Linked DNA regions of Mus musculus: all the other regions are linked to region 1. Evidence: chromatin contacts called from public Hi-C data. All regions are on one chromosome and are shown on one strand. The core of a region is the stretch at or near the end of the contact, and the rest is flanking DNA. Distances in the headings are between cores, read along the strand shown. Region 1 has its middle 33 kb from the start of Gm31869. Region 2 has its middle 56 kb from the start of Prdx6. Region 3 has its middle 66 kb from the start of Tnfsf4. Region 4 has its middle 44 kb from the start of Tnfsf4.

Region 1 (3,600 bases), core at 666-3,165:
GCTAATTATAATACTCACTCACTTGGGAGATTATATTAAAATATGTCCTAATGTAAGTACAAAGTAATCGGTTATGTCTTTAAAATTTTTTTAAAATTAAATTTGCTTATCTATCTTTTTATATGTGTGTGTGTTGTCCCCTGGTGTGCATTTGAAACTTGGAGAAGTCAGTTCTATCTTCCTACCATGAGGGTTTGAGGAATCAGATAGGTTATCTGGCTTGGCGCCAAGTGCCTTTACCCACAGAGCCAAGAGCCACCTCACTGGCCCCCATGTTTCTTTGACACTGTACTCTTGCTCTTTTCTTCCTAGATAGAGTCTTGAGATGAAGCGTAAGCTTGCTCACAATCCTTTGGGCTCAGCCTCCTGAGGGTTGGGATTATAGTTGTCTACCACCAACCTGCCCTGGATTCACTTCTCAAAACCAACTCTAGACAGAATTACAGGGACAGAATGTGACTTCTGCTGCTCCGACCTCAGTGAGTTTGCTGTAGTTCTTCTAGAGGTCCAGACCTTTTCTTTTCTGATTTCCTCTGCGGTCTCTCTAGAGGTGCATGGGGAAGAGTTGGGCTCTCCTCTATCACCCGTCCTCCATCTGTAGTAACTACCTGGGCTAAGCAGACACAGGAGAGAGAAAAGAGGTGAGGGTTATCCTATAATCTTGCCACCAGGCTTCCTCTGGGGGTTCAGGGTGCTTATAGAGTGGTCTGGGATCTTCCATTTTGTCTTCCCCGTGTGCCAGCCTGAGGATGGCAGAAATTCAGGCTGCGGAAACTCTAGTTCTCAACCTGTGGGTCACGACCCCTTGGGGGGGGGTCACGGATACCCTACATATCAGGCATTTACATTACAATTCACAACAGTAGCAAAATTACATTTATGAAATAGCGACGAAATACACTCATGGCTGGGAGGTGGTCACCATAGTGTGAAGAACTGTGTAAAAGGGTCTCAGCATTAGGAAGATTGAGAACCACTGCTTGGTTGTAAGCCATCACCAGGTGGCAGCAGAAAACCGTGAAATCACAAGATTCGGATTTTGCCCCCTGAGTCGTGGACCGGAAGGGTTGAGGGAAGAGGGGTGGATAGTCAAGAGGAATCCGTTATCCTTCTTGTTAATGTCAATGATTCCTGCTACCTCACCAATGAAAGTGTCAGCCTGGGTTTGTTCTCCACACAACCATAGAATAAAATTATTAAAGCATCCTATTGGAATCCTGAAAGAACCCGATCCAGAGCAAAGTCCCACTCTTAATCTCGGCATACCAGCTAGCACAAACTAACTGAGTAACAGACATTTAGACCTGGGATGGATATTTGGGGAAGAAAATGACAAGAAAGAGGGAAGAGTCAATAAAACCAAAGCTGTGCTGCTTCCCGAAGGAGCCTTGGGCCATTGTCTCCTGTTTTCAGTAACAGAAGCCGGAGGCCCAGTCTACACTGGCTGCGGAAATCTGTTCTTGGCTCCCAGTCTCTTAGCAAAGCCCGTGAGTCCTCTGGAGGGCGAAGTGTGGAGAAGTCTGGATGAGGTTTTTTTTCGGCCCACTGACTCTTTTCCTTCCTGAGCAGCTGAAGAATTCTGATGTGGTTTTGTGGTTTTACAGTAAGCGTCCCGGCTCTTGTGGACACAGTGTGCTTTCAGTTTCTGAAAGTGAGTCAGATCGACTTTCCTCTTAGGAGTAAGAGTGACCCTTGCTCAAAAGGGCACTATGACTAGAAAGACGAAGCAGCTGAGGCCACCGGTGCCGGAGTGCTTGCGTTAGAGCAGTCGCTGGTTTCTGGGTCTTATGGGTAATTTTTTTTTTTTTTTTAAGGTGAACTGTTGAGATCTTTTTGCCCATCGTGAGTGACACTGTTGATGCGGTCTAGAAAAGGACTCAGAGTTTCATTTGATCAGCTAGTCATGACAAGGGCGTTTCCAAGTGGGTTAGTTGTTGTCATTATGCTTTTAAGTCTCTTGCCTATTAGAAAGCTCATGATACTGAGCCATTTGACCAGAACGGGTGACATCTTCGAGGCCCATTGAGTGTGAAGAGCCAGCCAGTAAACAGAAGGTTTCTTGGGGTCTAGCTTTCTTTCATGGTTCCCCTTCCAGTGATTTTTTTTTTTCATGAAAATACGTAGGTGGCACCTCCTCTGGCAGCTGCTATGCTTTCCTCAAGCATGTAAATGACACGTTGTGACGTATGTCGTCACCTTCATAGCCTCGATGAGCACTGTCAGTTCACTGTGGCATTTCTTCTTGTTGAGATTCTTCTCATTCTACGTTTCGGCCAGCGACTCCCACGGGTGACACAGGGATGCTGGGCACTCAAGAGGAAACCTATTTGCATGTCTGTTCTAGAATTTCAATTTAACATCGCTCCTTGGAGTCTGAGTCATGGCAGGACCACCTCGGGCAGACTGTGGTTCTTTCTTTAAGAGTTAAACCCACCTGATGCTGAGAAGGAGCAAGAGATCATACTCTCCATCAATCCAGCCCTGACGAATCTTTGCTGCCTATGCCTTGCAGAGTCTATGTTGGAAGGCAAGAGAGAAAGAGACAAAGAGCAGCCAGGTTGGGGGGTGGGGGAGAGGAGACAGTAATTAACCACTCAGCTATTCAAGACTTCTGCATTTTGTAAGGGTATAAAACTTGCTCCTACCTCACAAAGGAGAATTTCCCACTACTTTCAGGTACTTGGCCTGTCACTGGCAGTCCTTAGGAACTACACAGTAGCATATGCTGGAGCACACTAGGTTTAGCAGAGGGACATACGAAACCGCTGTGCCGTGCGAGATCCGGCAGGTGGTAGCTCCGTAAACCTCTTTCTATAAGGTGTCAAACTCACATTGTATAAGCACCCGGTGCGTGTTGTTTTAGGTGGGAGTCTTGGTGGGAGTCTTGATTACCAGGTGTGGCATGAAGTCTAGATTACAGGTATGGACTTGCTGGGGAGAGTCTAGAGTCACTGTGAGAAGTGACCAAATGGCTAGAAAATTCTAGAAAAATCTACTCACTGAAACTATGTCAAGCTGACGAGGAGCTGTTGGTAATGGGATGAAGCTCAAAAACCTTTCCTCAGAACAGTGCCTCATAGAGAGCAAAGTGCAGGGTTACAAAGGAGCCAGTTATATTGAAATACGGTTTTCAAAATATTCATGATTACACACACACACACACACACACACCCCATTAGCAATAACTGGTGGGTTGAATGTTGTGACTTCCGTGATGATGAGCATAAGTGGATCTTGATGAATATTATTTGCATTGCATTACTTGCAAGGATTACAAAAATATGGATGAGGGCTGGAGAGATAGCTCAGAGGTTAAGAAAACCTGAATTTGAGTCCTAGAAGACCACGTATAAATAAAGTCTTGGTTGTCGTAGCTCATGCTTGTAACTCCAGCTCTGGGGAGGTAGAGATAGGCAGACATCCGTGACTTGCTAGCTAGCCAGCTTAGCTTACATGGCAAGCTCCAAGCCAGGTTGAGTCTCAAAAATATGACCATACCCTGAGATCTGAGGTTGTCTTCTGGCTTTCAATGCATGTATGTGTGCACATGCATGCACACAAGAATGAATACGCTGTTTCTAACTCAGAAAAGTAAGCCCC
Region 2 (3,600 bases), core at 655-3,154, 430 kb after region 1:
AGACACACATATATACCCAGACACATACATATACACACATGCACACATACAGACACAAATGTACACATGTACACACATACACATGCATACACTCAGGCACACATACACACAGACAGGCACACACATAGACACAGATGCAGAAATACACACAAACACATGCACGCACACACACATTTCTTTACTCATGTTTGAATGTAGTATTTCCTAGACATACATATACATGTATACAAACATGATGAAAATGTTCAAAATACAATCAAGAGATCAACTATAAAAATTCTCAGTTAGTAGGAAATGTATAAAAACTAAAGGTATAACTAAACTATTCAATAAAACAGATTTTTTTTTCAATTTAAGAGAAAAATGGATTTCAAAACACAAGGGGTATTTAGAACTCTGCAATACACATCACTGGAGAAGAACATCTCCATGATGTGTTATAGTTAAGATGTCAGAACAAGAAGCACAGGAGCAATATTAAAAGCTGTAAAGGGAGGCTATCGAGATGGCTCAGTAAGAGCATTGACTGCTCTTCCAAAGGTCCTGAGTTCAAATCCCATAATGAGATCTGATGCCCTCTTCTGGTATGTCAGATGACAGCTACAGTGTACTTATGTATAATAATAAATAAATCTTTGGGCTGGAGCGGGGGCTGACTGGAGCGAGCAGGGTTGACCTGAGCAAGCAGAGGTCCTAGAAATTCAATTCCCAACAACCACATGAAGGCTCACAACCATCCGTAGAGCTACAGTGCACTCACATACAGAAAATAAATAAATAAATCTCTTTTTAAAAAAAAAGCTGTAAAGGGGAAAAAATACCAATTCACCTACAACAACAAACAAATCATCAGACTTAGAAGACAAGAAAAGAGAGGAATAATGTATTTCAAACCTAGAAAGTAAATAACTACAAACAAGATTACTGTATCCAGAAAATCTTTTTAAGTTTTAATTTTTTAAATTTTTCATACAGTATGTTTTGATTATATTATGTCTCACAACTCCTCCCAAACTCCCTCCCTACCCACCCAACTTCATGATATATATCTCTCTCGGTGCTCTCTCTCTCTCTCTCTCTCTCTCTCTCTCTCTCTCTCTCTCTCTCTCTCTCTCTCTCAGAAAATAATAAAGCACATGCACAGAATCTATTTTGTGTTGGCTGACTACTACAAGATGTGAAGGCTGTCCAAAGGAAAACTGAACACTGATGGAGAAGTAAGAACATTTCAAACACGGACTAAGACATTTCATGACTCATGTCATGTCCAGCAGAAAGCATCTCACAGCAACTCCTATCCTACAGCTTTGGCAGTGTGTGTGTGTGTGTGTGTGTGTGTGTGTGTGTGTGTGTGTGTTAAGTGTCCCTTCAGGGCTAAGCACTCACAATCAATTCTTCTTAGCATTTTTTATTTTTTTACTACTTGTGATTCTCTAATCGACTTCTGCCCACTGCTAAAAGAAGTTTCTCTGACATGGGTAGAGTGCCACAGATCTATGGGTATCAATAAAATATTTAGAGAGCAGTTTACTGCAAGCACAAACCAAGGTAGTTCATGCCAGCACTACAGAAGAGGCTCAAAGGGATTCTGTTTTCAGAGAAGGAAGCAGCACAGTTTCATTCATAAGAGCTTAGGAAGCAGTGAAATCTGATGAGAGGAACAGATTAACAAACAAGAGCTGGAAAAGAGACTATCACATGGAACACAGTGAATGAGGAAAACACCAATACGTGGTAGAGGAGAGAAAAACAACAAATATGATCTAAGTAACCATAAAAACCACCAGCAAGATGACAGGAATCGGTAAGCCTTTCTCAATAATCCCTTTAAAAGTAAATGGCTCCAGCTTATCTATAAAGACACATGTCCTACATGACTGTCTGCCTTCAAAGGCAGAATCCAACTGTCTACTTGTTCCAGAAAACTCAGCTAACTAGAACAGACGCCCACAGAGTGTAGGTCAAAGGATAGAAGCTAGGTTATCAAGAAAACAGAAGCCCAAACCAAGCTGCTTTGTTAGTTATATAGTTATTCTGTTATTTGATGGAGTGGAATTCAAAACAAAGTTAGCTAGAAGAGATAAGGAGACATGTTGCATATTAATATAGGGAATGCTTATTAAGAAGATATAGCAATGGCAATTACATGTGCATTGACTGTTAGAGCTCCCATTCTCTTAACACGAAAACAAATGGGCACAGCAGCTCAGACAGGTCATGATACAACACAAGTGGGTGGCTTCAACTTCCTGCTATCGTCTTTAGGTCATCAAATTGAAAAAAAACCAACAAAGATCCTGCAGTTGAATTACACTGTAGGTTAAAAGGACTTAATGGATATCTAGTATTATTGTATTTGACAGATAGTATATATTCTCATATTCTCTATAAAGCCATTTCTAACATAAACCACATTCTAGAAAAGAATTTTTTTGTTGTTGATTCTTGTTCTTGTTTGTTTGTTTCTGGTTTTGTTTTTCAAGATAGGGTTTCTCTGAGTCATAGCCCTGGTTGTCCTGGGCTTGCTTTGTAAACCAGGCTGGCCTCAAACTCACAGAGATCTGCTCAAATTAAAGGTGTGCCCCACCATGCTTGGTTCAACAAAGAAATCTTAGCAGATACAAAAAAATAAAAATAATTTCTATTTTATCATTACATGGTGGAATGACACTGGAAACCAACAGAAAATAAACTACAGAAACTATCCAAATCACTTTTGAGTTATTAGTGTACCATTAAAGATACCAGGGAGTAAACTTTTCGACATTTGAAAGTGAAACTCAGCATTAGAAACCTGTATGTTTCTGGGGGAAACAATCTTATGAGCTGTGAAAACGCAAAACAATTTTGTGAAATCAGTGAAGTTATTTCTCCACTGGATTTTCTTCTCCAACATAACTAAGATGTCGGTACATAGACGGAGACATTTTCCTTCCACTCTCTGTTCCTCTCTATGCTTAGGCATTAGAATATTGATGTAACTTCTTGATGACAAAAGTATAGCTATCATAGCTTTTTCTTTTTTTTATTACTTGCATTTTTTTTTACATTCCAGTCACTATCTGTTCTCTTAATGGTATGTACTCACTAATAAGTAGATATTAACCAAAAAAATACAGAATATTCAGGATACAATCTACAAATCTCAAAAAGGTTAACAAACTGAAGGGCCAAAGTAAGGATGCCACTCAGTCCCACTGGGAGAGAGATGAAAGCAATCACAGGAGCAGGGAGAGAGGGAGGGACCTGGGTGGGAAAGGAGACAGGGAGGGGAAGAGGGGAACATGATCAGATATTGGGTTGGGGGAAAGGACTGAAGCCCTGAGGGCCAGCAGAAAGAATGGAAGCAGGCAACCTTTAGAGGTAGGAGGATAAGAGGCCCTTAGTTTTAAAAGATAGACTTCTGAGCAGTGGTGACCCATGCCTTTAATCCCAGTACTCAGGAGACAAGCAGAGGAGGGTAGATCTCTGAGATCAAGGCCAGGCTGGTCTACAGAGCAAGTTCTAGGACAGCCAGGGCTACAAAGAGAAAGCCTGCCTTCAAAAACTGAAGGAAGGAAAGAAGGAAGGAAGGAAGGGAGGGAGGGAGGGAGGGAGGGA
Region 3 (3,600 bases), core at 618-3,117, 410 kb after region 1:
TAAGGGGAAGAGTTCTTATTATATCCTGGACTTTAATCTTCTATCAGACATTTAGCTGGCAAAGATTCTCTCCCATTCTGTGAAGTTCCTCTTCCCCCAGTTGACTGTTTACTTTGCTGTAGAAAAGTTTAATTTTATGAGGTCCTTAATTCCTGAGTGTATGAACCCCTACCCCCTACCAACAGTCACTGTATGTACCCATACCAGGGCTGTGCCTATGTTTTCTTACAGTAGCTTCAATGCTTCAAGTTTCACACTGAAATCCAGAGCTGATTTTTGTGCAGAATGATAAATATGGATTTAATTAGATTGTTTTCCATGTGGACATTCAGTTTTCCCAGTCCATTTGAGGATGTTATCTGTATTCTGGTGTGTATCTTTGGCATCTTTGTCAAGACGTCAGATGACTGTAACCACATGTGCAAATATTTGGATCTTCAATTTGGCCTATTGATCTACAAGTTCATTCGGGGTCAGTACCGTGTTGGTTTGTCTGATTGTTGTGTTTTGTTTCTTTTTAACTATAGCTCTGTAAAACAGCTTGAAATCTGAAATGGGAATCTTTCCAGCACTGTTCTTTTCATTCAGCATTACCTTGGCTGTCTGGGTATTTTATGATTCCATATGAATTTTAGTATTTTTTTCTATTTCCATGATGAATGCCATGGGGATTTTTATTGAAATTGCATTGTATCTATAAATTAATTTTGGTAGGGTAGACATTTCAATCACATCAGTTGTTCCCATCCATGAGAATGGGAAGTCTTCTGTCTTGTGATGTCTCCCTTAGTCTTTCTTATGAGACTTAAATTTTTCATTGACAATTTTGTATTATAAGAGGATAAATCATGTGCTATTTATAAGAGAATTACTTATAACTGCCAAGAAACTATAAACTAGAGGTTGAACTAGGCTTACTGGTTTTTATTTTATTTTTATTTTTACTTTATTAGAACATAGAAATGCCATTTCTTTACCTACTAACTCTACAACAGCAAAATTAATTATGACAGAGATAATAGTCACTCTGTCACTTCATCAAAATAGGCTTGCTGACTCCTGACCTAAAATCAAAAGACATGGACAAGTTAAACTTTTCTACACCTACCCAAGTAGCCTTCAAAGACAGTAAAATGTGCAGAGAGAAAAACTAAAGACATGATTTTATAGAAGAGCATAGGCATATATTATCAAGCTCCATATTGCCAGGATTTTTCATTTTAAATTATTCTATATATTCAGTTGAATCATGATTTAAACTTTCAACAGAGGTGTGTTTGCCCTGGTATAGTAAACACTTCTTCTAATTCTCAAGTTATCTGAAAAGAAGACCGAGCTAGAGAGTGTTGATGAGCTGCAGAAACCTTCAGCTTAGAAGCAGTGTTGAATATTGAGAGGACAAACAAGTCAAGGCAAGAAAGAATTTGAAATAAAAGAGGTAATAAAGGAACATATTTAAATAGAAAGGACACAGAATATCAATAAAACCAAGTTTGTTTTATGGAAAGACTTCTAACAATGCACTCACTATTCAGTACTGTCGCTATATGTCATGTGTGATTTTTACATTGAAATACAGGCTAGTTAAAATCAAATGCAGTTAATATGGTTCCTCTTTCATAGTAACTACATTTCAAGTGTTCAGTAACTACATCTGGCTTGAGATTGCCTCACTGAACAGGGCAGGATAGAGTATTTCAACCATCATAGAACAATAGCACTCCCAAGTTCAGTAAGACTAATCACAAGAGAAGGTACATATGACTTCCCTATTCCCACATTTTACACAAGCAATCAGAATATGATAATTCTGCATTACACTGTGGTGATGATAAAAGGAAGTAAAAGCTGCTATGAGTAACAAGCCCACATTTGCATTACCCTGGGGAGCCTTTTAGAGGAAGGGATTGGGGGTAAGTGAACCACACAGAGCTGGGAAGCCAACATACTTAGAGAGAATTGTAACACCTTGGCGACAGGGAGTGACAGTTACAAGCTCATTCAACTATCCTACCCTGAATATCTGATTATGAGTTTTGATCTACCAGACCACTATGAAATTCCTGCTGTAGACAGCATTATGTTGTAAGTACTAGAGTCAGAGATAAAAGATGTCAGATGCGCATGTCTTCATCTTCAAGGAGCTCGCACTGGGTTACAGAGATAGAGTGTAACACACAGAGACACAGACTTGCATGTGCATGCACACATGCACATACACACAAACACTGAGTTTTACAGTGGTCCAAATCAACCTTAAAAGCCTCATGAACTACACACTAGTGCAGTAATTGTCATGTAAGTTATATAAAGTATGACAGATCTGTTAACTGGTAAGATATAGTACAGGAGAGAATCATTCTTGGCTATCATCAACTTTATCTGACCTGCGGGAGAAAACATTGCCTAACATGATTTCAGAGCAACAAGAAGAATGGTGTGGATGAATCAAAGTAGCAGAGAGTCAAATATTGAATGGCCCACTTACCTTCAGTACTGCATCTCAATGAGACACTGAATCCTGGGTAAATGGTGCTCCCCAAAGCTGGTCTTAATACTTCCCTTTCTTCCCAGAAGATTTGTGAGGGGATATTTCTACTTCTCAAAGCTTAGTTAGAGAATGGATATGTATTAACATTTCTATGTTCCAGGTTGTAAAGAAACAACAATGAGCAAGAGAAGTCTAGTCTTTGTGATATCTGTTAGAAGAAAACAACCCAGAAGATACAGGGTGGAGGGTTTAATATGATGCTAAAAAGCACAAGAAGGCTTCCCAGCCTGGTTTTGGAAGCTCAGATCATATCCATAAACAAAATGTTTCCATTATATTCACATACCATCTAGTAACATGCTATTCCTTGATTACTTTAAGAGATCTTAGGAGCAATAAGGAGTCAGTGGCCCAGCTACATAGAATAAAAATCATTGGTACAGAGGCTTAGTTTGTCAGGGATCAAGCACAGTCAGATTTCCTAACCACTGTGTGCCTTGTGATAACATTGATGTGCTGTTGACAAGGGTGTGGATGCTAAAATCACACAATCTACACATTTTGAAATAACAGAAAGCATGAATCAGACTTGAAATCCATCTGTTCTCCTGGTTTATTGGAATGACCTCAAACAAACATCTCAGAGATAGATGGAGGTCAAGTATGGGGTGGGGCAGAAAGTGTGGCTCCAAGGAGCAAGTACTAAAGTTAAGGGTAGACCTGTCTAGATATGTGTCCCATACAGGAAGGCTGCAAAGAAGATCATAAAATGTGGGCTTCTTTGCCAGAAGATTTTGAGACAGGTGGATAGATGGATGACAGAGTATACGTGAGTTTCAGACAGAAGAATAATTAATAAAGGACTATGGGTAAGCATAGAGCATAAACCCTCTCGGACAGGAGAAATTTAATCTCAGTGGAAGCCAACTGCCAAATGTCTCCAACTCAGAGGAAGTCATCCCATTACACTGCCCTGGGGCTGACATGAGATTTTCTTCAGTTTTCTAATCAAAACAAAGGTTATAGCATCAAAGTTGAAGAGGCTGAGCACTCCAAGGAAACCTTTCTGATGTAGCACATAGGGTCTGGGGAAATCCACACCAGCTCTA
Region 4 (3,600 bases), core at 655-3,154, 380 kb after region 1:
CTACACACTTCAGCATAAGTGGTCCTCAAAGTGCTAGGCTCTATGTGGTGAGGATCCTGATGTTAATCTTGTTCTGGTTTACCTACTTCCATTCTCAGCATCGCTGTGGCTTTGGACAAACACAGCATCTGAACAGAAAGGAAAAGGATTCAGATGTCACTTCACCGATATGATTAAACAGAATTAGCTGGGCATCAATCACTCTGGGCTGAGCCAAACTTCTCAAATTAAAACACAGCTCTTCAGACACTGGCTGCCAGTGCAGGGGCCCTCTCCAAAGGCCAGCCTTACTCCAATTATCCACTCTCAGGGAGCCAGGTTTCTTTTTTGTGTATTTATTTCTTTGTTTTCATTGTTGTTTTGAGACAGAATTTCTTTGCATAACTCTAGCAGTCCTAGAACTAGCTCTGTAGTCCTTAAAATCACAGAGATCTGTCTGCTTGCTTCTGCCTCTAGAGTGCTGGAATTAAAGGTGCCACCATGACCCACCTAAGGGGGCAAGTTTCTTACCACCCTTACTGGTTTAATAATTTACTAAACTACTTCATGTCACTATATTAATTATTGCAGGCTTAAAAAACGATTAGAGAATCGCACAAGGCAAGCTCTGGGAGAGTTTGGTATTTGAAGCCTCTGCTGTCCTCTCCTCAACACTCTTGTCCTTATTTCCCCTATAGTGTGTGGCAGCATGCAGAGAAGTAGCAATTAGTGAAGCCCACCCATGTGCCATGCTCCAGAGTTTTATTATAATTTCATTTCATAGGCATCGCTGATAGGAATAGTATCCTGCCCACATGTTTGATCCCAACTTCCTCTATTGCTTTCCAGAAGTCAGGCCAATATCACCATGGTTCAAAGCCTCAATCTCTCTAATGATATGGTTGGCTTTTCTGAGTGACCAGATCCATATCCTGGGTCATTTCACTCGTGTTCACTACCAAATGTCCCACTGTGAGTCATTCCGTTATCACAAAGTCACTGTCTTTATCACTCAGGAAATTCCAAGACAGAAACATTGTACACAGAGAAGACAAGCTCTCATCGGATATGGTCAGTGGCTATTCCATCAAGGAAGAAATGCTACATCTTTCTTGATAGAAGAAGCCAAATAAAACAAACCTCAGAACAGCTCATTTGTCTCAGCTGCTGACAAGAGTGGCTATACAGCAACAGTCACGACTGGGTCAACCTTGGTGAGCAGAAGTCAGGTTGCTGAGTTCATGAGTAATCTCTACTCTGCTATGAGGACCACTTTGCTCATGAGATCAATGGGCAACAGCAAAGAGTTATTGTGGGAAAAGACTAACTAGTACCCAAAAGAATGACTTTTCCCATATACTTAATTGCTAAGTTCTCATCTGCTGAAGTAACCCTTTGGTGAACATTCATAGGAGACAAATATTTTCATGTCTTTCCACATTCATAAAAGCCTACTTGCACTCTTAACTTTGCAAGCATTTCATCCTATTCATTATACTTGCCTCCCTCCCAGTGACACTATCAGCTACAGCCCACCAAGTGGTCTGGACTCCCTTGTCTGGCTCAGATACTGTGTGTGTCCAAAACCAGAACAATGCTGAGAATGGGAGTAGGTAAAACAGAACAAGATTAGCATCAGAATCTTCGCCATATAGAACCTACAACTTTGAGGGCTACTTACACTGAGGTGCGTAGGTATTCTTTAAAGCAACAAGGCTAAATTAACCTGGAGATGCAGAATATGTTCTCCAAAATAAAGTAAGCAAGAAGCTGCACTGCTCAAACTTATGCCTACTGAGATTTCCTTTCACAGTTATCCTTCTGAGATACCCCTCAAATGGGTTGTAACACAAGCACAATCCACATGAAGGCAGTGTCTGTAAAACAGACCAAGCATTTTCTTACTCATCAGGGGGAATTCCCCTATGACACCACAGTAAAAGAGGAAGAGAAATATTGTAATACTAGAGGCCATGGACATTTGAGCTGCTTAATCCTGGTAGCCAACCTTTATGGTTTAGCAGGGCTAATAAGAGTTCATGATGGGAAACTCGGGTCCCATGGTCACTTGGTGATCTGCAGTTAACCACTAGTTTCTTCTGAGGCCTGATTTAAAGCCAAGACCTATCTTGAAGGCCATTGTCTGGAGATAGAGTTAGAGTCTTGCTCCAAAAGCCCCAGTATGTGGGATGTAATCTATCTGCAAGGACTTGAACAGGATTTGAACCTGTCACTGATGGAACAAGTCTCACTGGGTCTGCTACTCCATAAAAGCCACGTGACAAAACATCTACAGCTCCTAAATTTTTACAGTGCTTGGTTTTGTTTTGTGCTTCGTTCAAAACTGGCAGTTTTTAAAGAGTAAGGGTGATTAAAAGCATGGGAATAACCCAACCAAATGAGGATCACATAACATCAAAATCCAAAGGAGACCAATAGACACTCAGGGTATTTATTGGCTGGAGGAGATGCCACTTGCAAGAACATTCCTTCATCACGGAAGGGATATCTACTTTTTAGAGTACATAGGTTGCATCCTTATTTTTATTACATTAGTACTCAGAAGTCTGATGACCAGACATTGCTACCTGAGCCCAGATAAAAGTTACACTGAAAGCAATGTCAATCCCATAGGGAGAGAACAGAAGTAGTAGGATTGAAGGCTTCAGGTCAGTATCAGCTTGATATCTCTATGTTCCATGACTCAAGCATATAATGTCTTCAGATAGGGTCTTACCACAAAGTTCTAAAAGGTTACCAAGAGCATTGGCAACAGCCTGTACTATTGTAAGAGCTATAGGACCTCACTGACCAACAACTCTAAAAACCATAACCCATTTCATATCTATCAGAAAGGAAATATGAAAAGGTAAAACCCAAAAGTGTTTTAGATATAAAAAGCATTAGAAAAAAACACTTTAGGGGAAATTGAATGGAAATGTGCTTTTTAAGGATAAAAAGAAATGATGTAAAATTTCCAACCATAGAGCAAAGCTCGTATATTTTAAACAGTGAGTGATAGTAAAAGTAAACTTACTGAGTTTCTGACCCAACCATTAAACAAGAATAAGAACTGTAGCTTTAGTTTTAAATGTATATGTGTGTGTAATGTATATATACATATAATATGTGTACATTCTTCCACAGTAGTAGATTTCCATGCAACTTTTTTGAAAAGAATTTTGTGTTACTTTTCCCTCCCTTGATTATTTTCTTTACCTATTCCTCCTATCACATTTGACCCTTTGCTGAGACAAAATTATAAGAAGAATCCTTTTCCTTTACTCAGATACTATATGGGTTAAAAAAAATATGTCAAGATGTAGAGGTGGAGAGGGTGGAGGGGTCTGGATGGGTAGGGGTGGGAATGGCAACAGGAGGTATAAGGTAGGGGAAGGGTCAAAGGAAAGAGTTTTAGGAGAGACAAGTGGGATTGGGAAACATCTCTGAAATGAGCTAGAAACCTAGTGCAATGGAAACACCCAGGAATCTATGAGGGTGATCCTAGCTAAGACTCCTAGAAATGGGGATACAGAGCCTGAAGCAGCCATCCTCTGTAACCAGGCAAGACTTCCAATGGAGGAATTAGGACACCAAACTAGCCACAAAAGTTTTGACCTA

The links. Hi-C and Micro-C count contacts between places; a contact is called where the count stands out from the background.
Region 2: a contact with region 1 is called in a Hi-C map of the G1E-ER4 cell line, with 4 times the contacts expected there. The contact joins two enhancer-like sites. A contact is called at or near these places in 3 of 15 datasets of contacts at CTCF or cohesin (CD8 T cells, large pre-B cells and pro-B cells), 30 of 484 Hi-C or Micro-C datasets (the AML12 cell line, B cells, the BV-2 cell line and 18 more) and 6 of 115 datasets of contacts at active chromatin or transcription factors (CD8 T cells, Th17 cells, bone marrow-derived dendritic cells and 2 more).
Region 3: a contact with region 1 is called in a Hi-C map of bone marrow-derived macrophages, with 22 read pairs. The contact joins two enhancer-like sites. A contact is called at or near these places in 1 of 15 datasets of contacts at CTCF or cohesin (CD8 T cells), 1 of 484 Hi-C or Micro-C datasets (bone marrow-derived macrophages), 5 of 115 datasets of contacts at active chromatin or transcription factors (CD8 T cells, embryonic stem cells and pancreatic cancer cells) and 1 of 9 other capture datasets (embryonic stem cells).
Region 4: a contact with region 1 is called in a Hi-C map of bone marrow-derived macrophages, with 27 read pairs. The contact joins two enhancer-like sites. A contact is called at or near these places in 2 of 15 datasets of contacts at CTCF or cohesin (CD8 T cells and large pre-B cells), 1 of 484 Hi-C or Micro-C datasets (bone marrow-derived macrophages), 5 of 115 datasets of contacts at active chromatin or transcription factors (CD8 T cells, bone marrow-derived macrophages, embryonic fibroblasts and 1 more) and 1 of 9 other capture datasets (embryonic stem cells).

What each region holds. Positions count from the first base shown.
Region 1 is chr1:161,733,071-161,736,670 of GRCm38.p6, reverse strand. No RefSeq gene overlaps it. Among named protein-coding and RNA genes, the nearest start is that of Gm31869, 33 kb to the left of the region's middle. Within about 2 kb of position 1,915, at least 158 of the 459 cell types and tissues checked have an H3K27ac peak or open chromatin away from gene starts, as enhancers often do. A contact at or near this core is called in the G1E-ER4 cell line and bone marrow-derived macrophages, where this site is marked.
Region 2 is chr1:161,305,570-161,309,169 of GRCm38.p6, reverse strand. No RefSeq gene overlaps it. Among named protein-coding and RNA genes, the nearest start is that of Prdx6, 56 kb to the right of the region's middle. Within about 2 kb of position 1,904, at least 10 of the 459 cell types and tissues checked have an H3K27ac peak or open chromatin away from gene starts, as enhancers often do. A contact at or near this core is called in the G1E-ER4 cell line, where this site is marked.
Region 3 is chr1:161,327,643-161,331,242 of GRCm38.p6, reverse strand. No RefSeq gene overlaps it. Among named protein-coding and RNA genes, the nearest start is that of Tnfsf4, 66 kb to the left of the region's middle. Within about 2 kb of position 1,867, at least 19 of the 459 cell types and tissues checked have an H3K27ac peak or open chromatin away from gene starts, as enhancers often do. A contact at or near this core is called in bone marrow-derived macrophages, where this site is marked.
Region 4 is chr1:161,349,470-161,353,069 of GRCm38.p6, reverse strand. No RefSeq gene overlaps it. Among named protein-coding and RNA genes, the nearest start is that of Tnfsf4, 44 kb to the left of the region's middle. Within about 2 kb of position 1,904, at least 25 of the 459 cell types and tissues checked have an H3K27ac peak or open chromatin away from gene starts, as enhancers often do. A contact at or near this core is called in bone marrow-derived macrophages, where this site is marked.